2 separate regions of the Mus musculus genome follow, and region 2 is linked to region 1. Evidence: chromatin contacts called from public promoter capture Hi-C data. All regions are on one chromosome and are shown on one strand. Each heading gives the region's core, a stretch centred on a gene start, on an enhancer-like site or on the middle of the called end of the contact. The rest is flanking DNA. Distances are from core to core; before and after follow the strand shown. Region 1 holds the start of Mtpn (myotrophin). Region 2 holds the start of Mrps33 (mitochondrial ribosomal protein S33).

Region 1 (3,691 bases), core at 775-3,274:
AGACCTGCCATGTCCTATAACTTGGACATCACTGGGGTAGGTTTGTGAGGAACCAAACTTCACCTCACATTTTTTTTTTGAACTGAAGTTTCCTTCCAGAAAGGTGTCGATTTGTATTCTCAACCGTCAGAATTAAATACAGTAACAATGTAAGCTGCTTTTAACTATTCAGAGTTTTTGTGTGTGTGTGTGTGTGAAGTCTTTATCTATTGCTGTTCAATGATAACAAATGTGTACTCACCAGACAGCATCATTTTGCTACAAAATTTTAAGAAAAAGGGTTAAACAACTTGCTGGTCAGAACACAAAACCAGCCAGAGTATGCCCAATACTTTAAAACTATTAAACTCCACCGTATGCTTCCAACCTCTGTATTTTGTGGTGCAGAAATAAATTAGTTTGGTTTATTTGTTTACCGAATAATGAATAATAGCCTATATACATAATAGTTCTAGTAGGAATTTTTTCTCAGTGTTCTTGGGTATATACATAAATTTGAATCATTAGGATTGTAAGATAGAATTCACCAGGTGGTTGAATTCTAAGATGTTTCAGCCAAATTCTAAGAACAAAACTGGCTTCAGAAAAACAGTTCTGTTTGCTACAAATCAAATAAAAAGTGAGTGCTTCTTAAACCACACAAATTTTTAATGATGCTACGCATGTTTGTTAGCGGTCATTTGTTGGTCAGGAAAAGCTCCTAGTTTTTAATTGCCATCACACACTTAAGTATTTTCCACCATAGAAAGTAAATGTACATAATTCACGTTGTTGAGTTGGCAAGATGGCTCAACCAGGAAAGATGCTTGTGACAAAGCCCGATGGTGACCTAAATTCAGTCACTAGGACCTACATAAGAGTACTCTCCCACAAGTTGTCCTCTGAGTTTACACGTATGCACACTCATGCCCACATCAGTGCATCTGTACACAAGCACGTACGTATGCAATTAAAAAGAAATAAACCTACTGACACCGTTGTCTCAACTACGTGTTGAAGATTTCCTTCTGAGAAAAAAAAAGTTTTATTCTTTCCTTTTTATTTCCTTCTGGTGGATGTCCCAAAGAAACTGCATGGTTGAGGAAAGGGAGAAGAAAGGCCAAGAGTGGTAGTGGGAGAGAGAGGAGAAAAGACCAAGGGAGAGAGCCCCACCCAGCCACTGATGTATGAGAATAGGAATAGAGTTTGATGCCTAAAGGTAAAACAAACCAGTAGGTCCCACACGTATGCACTCAACAGGAAGCGCTAAGTGGGTTCAGAGAGCTCAACACAAGACCCGAGCACTGCTGCAGAGATGGCTCAGAGGTTAAGAGCACTGGCTGCTCTCGCAGAGGAGCCCGGCTTGGTTCCCAGCATGGCCCATATGAAGGCTCACCGCTGTCTGTATCTCTAGCTCTCTCAGATTTTATGCTTCCTCTTGCCTCTTCGGGCACTCGCACACATTGGTTCACATAAATGTATATATTCTGTCAAAACTATCATACACGTAAATGAAAATTTGGTTTTTGGTTTTTTGTTTTTGGTTTTGTTTTAAGAAGAGAGGTCACATAAAGTTGTGAAGGAAAAGTAGTGGTGAAGTGGAGAAGGGATTCAGGAATGAATTTGTTCAAAACATACTATATGCATAGATGAAAGTCTCAATAAAAATGTTTTGAGAGTGGGTTGGTTTTTTGTTTTTCCTCTTTTACTAGTTTAAAGTGGGATAGTAAGAGAGAGAGAATCTAAACACATTATTATTATTATTATTATTATTATTATTATTATTATTATTATTAGTTATTTTTAGAATTATTAGAAAGTGAGCCCTGGAAACTAACGTTCCCCTCTGTCGTGGAACTGGAGTGTCCTACTCCCATCCAACACCTCCCCAGGTTCAGCCCCTGATTTTCCTGACCTCCAGGAACATTCTACTCAGCCTCACGGCCCCGCCCATTGGAACCACGCCTCTACTCTGCCTTGGCCGGCCAGGATAATGCGCCTGCGCAAAAGTGGCTCTCCTGAGGTAAGCAGTCGGGGCGGGGTCCCGAGCAGAGCTTTCTGGAGAGAGGAAGAGGAAGAGGAAGTGGGAGGCGGGCCCTAGCGGGGCGTGAACCGGAAGTGTAAGCGTCCTGCTTCTCCTCAGCTAGGCGGAACCTGCTCTGCTGGGCCCAACGGCTGCAGAAGAACTTTCTCCCGCCCGAACCGTAGCCGCGACCCGCAGTCTCGCCCGCTCAGCGGCCTGAGGCGCGTCGCTTTCTCGTGTCCCCTCGTCGGGCCTAATCGCCGCTCCTGCCCGGCCCGCCGGCCCACCCCGCTGCAGTCATGTGCGACAAGGAGTTCATGTGGGCCCTGAAAAACGGAGACTTGGATGAGGTGAAGGACTATGTGGCTAAGGTGAGCGGGGATGCGCGGCGCTGATGCTGCGCTGCGGCGGGGTGGGTGGTCGTGAAGCCCAGGGCGTGGGGGACACCGGGAGCTGGGCCAGCTTGGGAGACTCGTGGACGCCGCAGGGCCTGGATCTGGGTGGCTCCTCGGTGCCAGGTAACCGCTGTGTTGTTGCTAAGGCGGCTGTGGCCTGTCCCAGCCCCGCAGGTAACGGGCGCCTGGTTGTCTCCCTCGATCGGCACGGGCCGGCCCTCTAATACCCCGGGTACTGCAATCTTTGAATGAGGCATTTCTCCATCTTGGCCTCGCACCGGGTTCCTGAGAAGGAAACCCGAGCAGTTCGAATCGGGAACGATTTCCTGAACGTGCGGCCTGGTGGAGATGGGGAGGATTCAGAGGATCCGTCACCCGTGAAATGAGCTGCCCCAAAATAGCCATAGTTAAATTTCTGAAACTTGGTGTCACTTCGCTCTGAAAGTCTTTAACTTGGGTGTGGCCTTTTTCCTCTCCACCACCACCACATAATATGTGTATGTGTGTGTATCGTTTGCTTCGAGTGGTAAGGTTGCCATTTGGCATCTGGGGTGTTGGGAAATCGGAGTAGTTTTCAAAAAGCCTTTTAACTTGGGGTACTCCATTATTTCATCTGAAGTCCGCGCGCGTGTGTAGTAAATAGTACTGCAGTCTGATCACGCTATGTTTGGGATATGGTTAAGAAACCCAAATTCAAAACCATACTTGGAGGTACTTGGAAAGTTCTGACCTGGCCTGCCTTTGGGTCTTAAATTGCTCCTTTTGTAATTGTAAGGAGAACTTCTATAGTTTTATTATTATTATTATTATTATTATTATTATTTTCCGAAAGTAGAATTTTGTGACAACTGTGAACATCTTGGTCCTCTTCAAAAAGTGTGAGCCTGCGGTCAAGATTTTAAATCTTAAAAGGTGTGAGCGGTGGCATCCTGCCTCACAGGACTTGTTTTAGGAAACAGGCAGAAGCAGGTTGATTGGTTGGTTAGTTTGTTTGTTTTTAACTACAGGATTGTACAAGGATGATAGTTTTTTCTCCACTTGATGCCTTATAATTTAGACTTTTCACATGTATTTGATCTGCTTAGTTGATTGTAATGGATGTTTAAGGCAAGCTACCTTCTGACTACCTTAGCTAGTAACAAATAGAAACCTGAACTACCGTCTCTTCAATGTAGAGTTATAGAAAAATACATCAACCAGTAGTGGAACAACACACGATTGTCTCAAAGTGAGTGGCTCTTGTTTTTCCAGCCCCTGCTCAAACATAGGGGATTTAAAATACAAAACATTAATA
Region 2 (3,691 bases), core at 524-3,023, 4.3 Mb before region 1:
AGGACTTTAACAGCCTTGGTGTAAATGTTAATAAGATTGCATACTATAATGTGAGTTGATAACATATTAAAACTTGGCAAACACAAATTCTATAGGAGCAAAGACAATGTCAATTGAATGCCCTCCTCTAGATATAGAACTTGCTGCTGACTTGCCTCAATTCTAAAATCTATTTTACTGTATTTATGTAAGACTTTGATTAATGCTCAGAAAATAAGCACTCGTTTCTCAATCGACCTACCAAGCACTCAATAGGCACTGTATAGTAATCCCTATAAAAGGTGGCTCTATTGAAAGCAGATTTTGCAAGGAGCGAAATACTGATAGTGTTTCTGTTGTCAGTGAAAGGCTTGCCGAGGAGACATGCCTTTTTTATGAGAGGCGGTCTCTCAGCTCTTGTTTTTTCAAGGAAGAAATTCAGAGGAGACACACAGTGTAAGCAGTTTATCTAACAAAGCAAGCGAAGATTTCAAGGAGTGAGCTGTTCCAAAGAGAAGGGCAAGAGCACAGTAGATTCCCCGTCGTATTTTTTTTTTAATTCTTACATTTATAAAGTGGGTGTCATAGTGATAGAGTAGGGCGAGCCTTTTTCTTTCCTAAGTCACGGTGGGTCAGATCACTTTTGAAGGATATTTCTTCTCAGGATCCTCTAGAAAAGCTTATCCTGGCCAAGCCCACAATGAAAATAATATCGTAATGAAGTCATGGTCTCTGCAGGATGCTGACCCTTCACTGGTGCACACGTAGGCAAATACCCCGGTACCTTAGTTGTTGATGCGGTATGAGCAACCTATCTTCATTCCCAAGGACAGTCAACGGTAAAGGGCACTCTGACCCGCAGCTGACACAGCTGCGCAGATAAAGCTGCAGTTTTCTTGGCCCACATATCTGATTTCTTTTGAGATTGCTCAAGATCTCATGATTGATCTCATACTGTCCGTTACGATATTTTCTTGCTCCACAATTAAGACATCTTGCTTTTAAAAAACAATTGAGAGTTTATCATAAAAGTTTGAGTCTGGGATTGACGGCCCAGGTGTGTACCTTTAATCCCAGCACTCAGGAGGCAGAGGCAGATGGGTCTCTGAGTTTGAGGCCAGCCTGGTCTACACGGTGAGTTCCAAGACAGCCAATGCTACATAGAGAAACCCTGTCTCAACAAACAAAACAAAACAAAAAAAGAAAAGAAAAGAAAAAGGCTGGGGACAGAGTTTTACACTAGCTTATCCAAATGTACAAAGAGAAGCAGAACTTAGGCTATCTTCCAAAACACAATTTCTCTGTGTTACTGCTCCTGTCTATCTCCTATCCAAGAGTTCTATCCCTGTACCCCGAAAAGAGAACCACAGCTCAACTCCTTGATTGATAGGAACCCAACACGGTCAGAAAGACTCTGAGCTAGCATCAAGTATCTTTGGAACGCAAAGAGCATAAGCTCTAATGAAAAGAAAAATGAAACGTGAAGACAAAGGAAAAATACTGCATTTCATTCTATTATCACAGAGCAAGGAGCTTCAGCGAGGAGGGACTCAGCTCTGGCTATTCTCGACAAAATGATGCGTGTGGTCCCTCTAGAACCTTCCTGGATAGCCAAGGCTCCCCCACTCTCAGAACCACACCCACACAACCCGGCTTTCCTCGCGGGCGGAGGCCCTGGGCTCAGAGCGAGCGCGGCCGCTAGGTGTCGCCCGAGGTCCCGCCCCCAGGGAGTGAGAGTAGTTCCGGGTTGTCCGCCGACTCCGCTCTAGCCATCAAGCTTCCGCCTCTCTCCTGCTCTCTGGAGCTGGGAAGCAAGTAAAGGGGGGCGGGCCTTCCGGGGACGCGCGTGCGCGAGGTCAGGAGCAGGTAAGGCAAGCGGAGCGCTGGGGTCACAGCAGAGGGCGGCGGCGGTGCGGGCGGACCCGGGTCCCTAACCTGGTGGAATTGCCAGATCCAGTCGAGTCAGTTAGGGGCCTTCCTGGAGCTTCCACGTGTACCCCACAAACACCCGAGGCTTTCCCCTTATCCTGTGGGGAACTGAACAAACCAAAAACGCACTTCCTTTCTCCTAGTGAGCCCGCCCTCGCACTCAGTTTTGTGTGGGATGCGCCGGCGATATTTGTTGATTGTTATTTAAAATGCAGTTTAGATGATGCTTGGGAAAATGAATGACTCTACTACAGCTTCCAGCGCCGGAGGAGTGCGCGAATCAGACAGCGGAGAGTATGAGTTGTGCATGCTGAACAAAAAAAAAAAAATAAAGTTATCTGTTCGGAGGGGTTCATGCCCTGTGACCCAGTAAAATAATTGGTACCAGTTTTTAAATGCTCTGAGCACGTTGCTTCTCAGTAACAACTCGTATGCATTCCTTGGGTCGTGATTAGGCAGGCACTATGCCTTCAGCTTTCCTTGTCAGTCGAAACTCAAATAATAAGGTAAATTGTACTCCTGATGTTGATAATTGACCTACACTTATACCCACACAAGTGTACCTGCAAGCATTTTAAATAAATAGATCCATGAGAAAGATAAACTTATCTTTTTATGCCAAAAGGGGAAAAAAGAGTTCTGAATTTTCAGATGTGGGCTTTATGTGTTTTGCTTGACATATTTAAGTAATTTGGTTTTGCTTCTCATTTTCAACGGTTATTTTCACCTGTATTTTTCTTTCATTCACATTTAAAGAAACATGATATTTCAAAGGAACTAATTTGTGAGGCTGAAGAGATGGCTCAGTAGTTAATAGAGCATATTGCTCTTGCAGGATCCAGGTTGAGTTTCTAGTCAGATAACTCACAACCACGTATAACACCATTATAGGGCAGAGGTTCTCAACCTGTGAGTCACATATCAGATATCCTGCATATCAGATATTTACATTACAATTCATAAATTCATAACAATAGCAGAACTGCAGTTATGAAGTAGAAATGAAATAATTTTATGGTAGAGGGGTCAGCACGACATAAGGAACTGTATTAAAGGAACGCCGCATTAGGAAGATTGAGAACTACTGGTCTAGGGGAACCCTCTCCATCTTGCCTCCCTGGGAACATAGTCACACAGACCCACCCACAAATAACTTTTGTTTGTTTGTTTTTAATTTTTACCCTATTGTGTAACTCCTAGGATAATTTTATGTGAATTGAAATCTAATTGGCATGTAAATCATTTGACTTAATGTTATATAATTTAAAAGGTTATATTCTTTCATAAAATTGAAATCCTTTAGGAAAGCATACTGAAATCTCAAAACGTCCTAAATTTTTAAATAGCCCTTTACATGTATGTGTGTGTGCTCAGGCATGCAGAGGTCACCTTAGGGGAGTCCCAGAGATCACAGTCAGATGGCAGGCCTGGTGACAAGCACCTAAACTGCTAAGCCATCTTTCCAGCCTCTTCTTTTTTTTTTTTTTTTAAGTTAAAGAAGGGAGAAGGGAGGTAGCAATGCATCCGCCCTAGGACCAGTTACAGAAAGCAGGCATTTTAGCCTGTGTTTTTGTGGTGAGACAGGGTCTCACCATGTAGCCCTGGCTTGCCTAAAATTTCACTTAGAACAAGACTGGTCTTGAACGCACAGAGAACCACTAGCCTGTGCTTTGAAGTGCCAGGTTTGAAGGCCACAACTGACCTCTGTTGGTTTATTTATGTGTTGTTTATACTTAAAGTTTAACAGACCAGTGAGATGGCTCAATGGACAAAGACACTGCAG

The links. Promoter capture Hi-C pulls out the DNA fragments that hold promoters and counts their contacts.
Region 2: a promoter capture Hi-C map of pre-B cells shows a contact between it and region 1, with 2.7 times the contacts expected there. The contact joins the promoter of Mrps33 here to the promoter of Mtpn in region 1. A contact is called at or near these places in 1 of 39 promoter capture datasets (pre-B cells) and 1 of 484 Hi-C or Micro-C datasets (CD4 T cells).

Annotation. Positions count from the first base shown.
Region 1 is chr6:35,538,221-35,541,911 of GRCm38.p6, reverse strand. Mtpn (myotrophin) reads left to right here and starts at 2,024. Exons shown (of 4, transcript NM_008098.4): 1 at 2,024-2,373. The coding sequence starts at 2,302.
Region 2 is chr6:39,809,018-39,812,708 of GRCm38.p6, reverse strand. It overlaps Mrps33 (mitochondrial ribosomal protein S33), which reads left to right and starts at 1,773. Exons shown (of 3, transcript NM_010270.2): 1 at 1,773-1,845.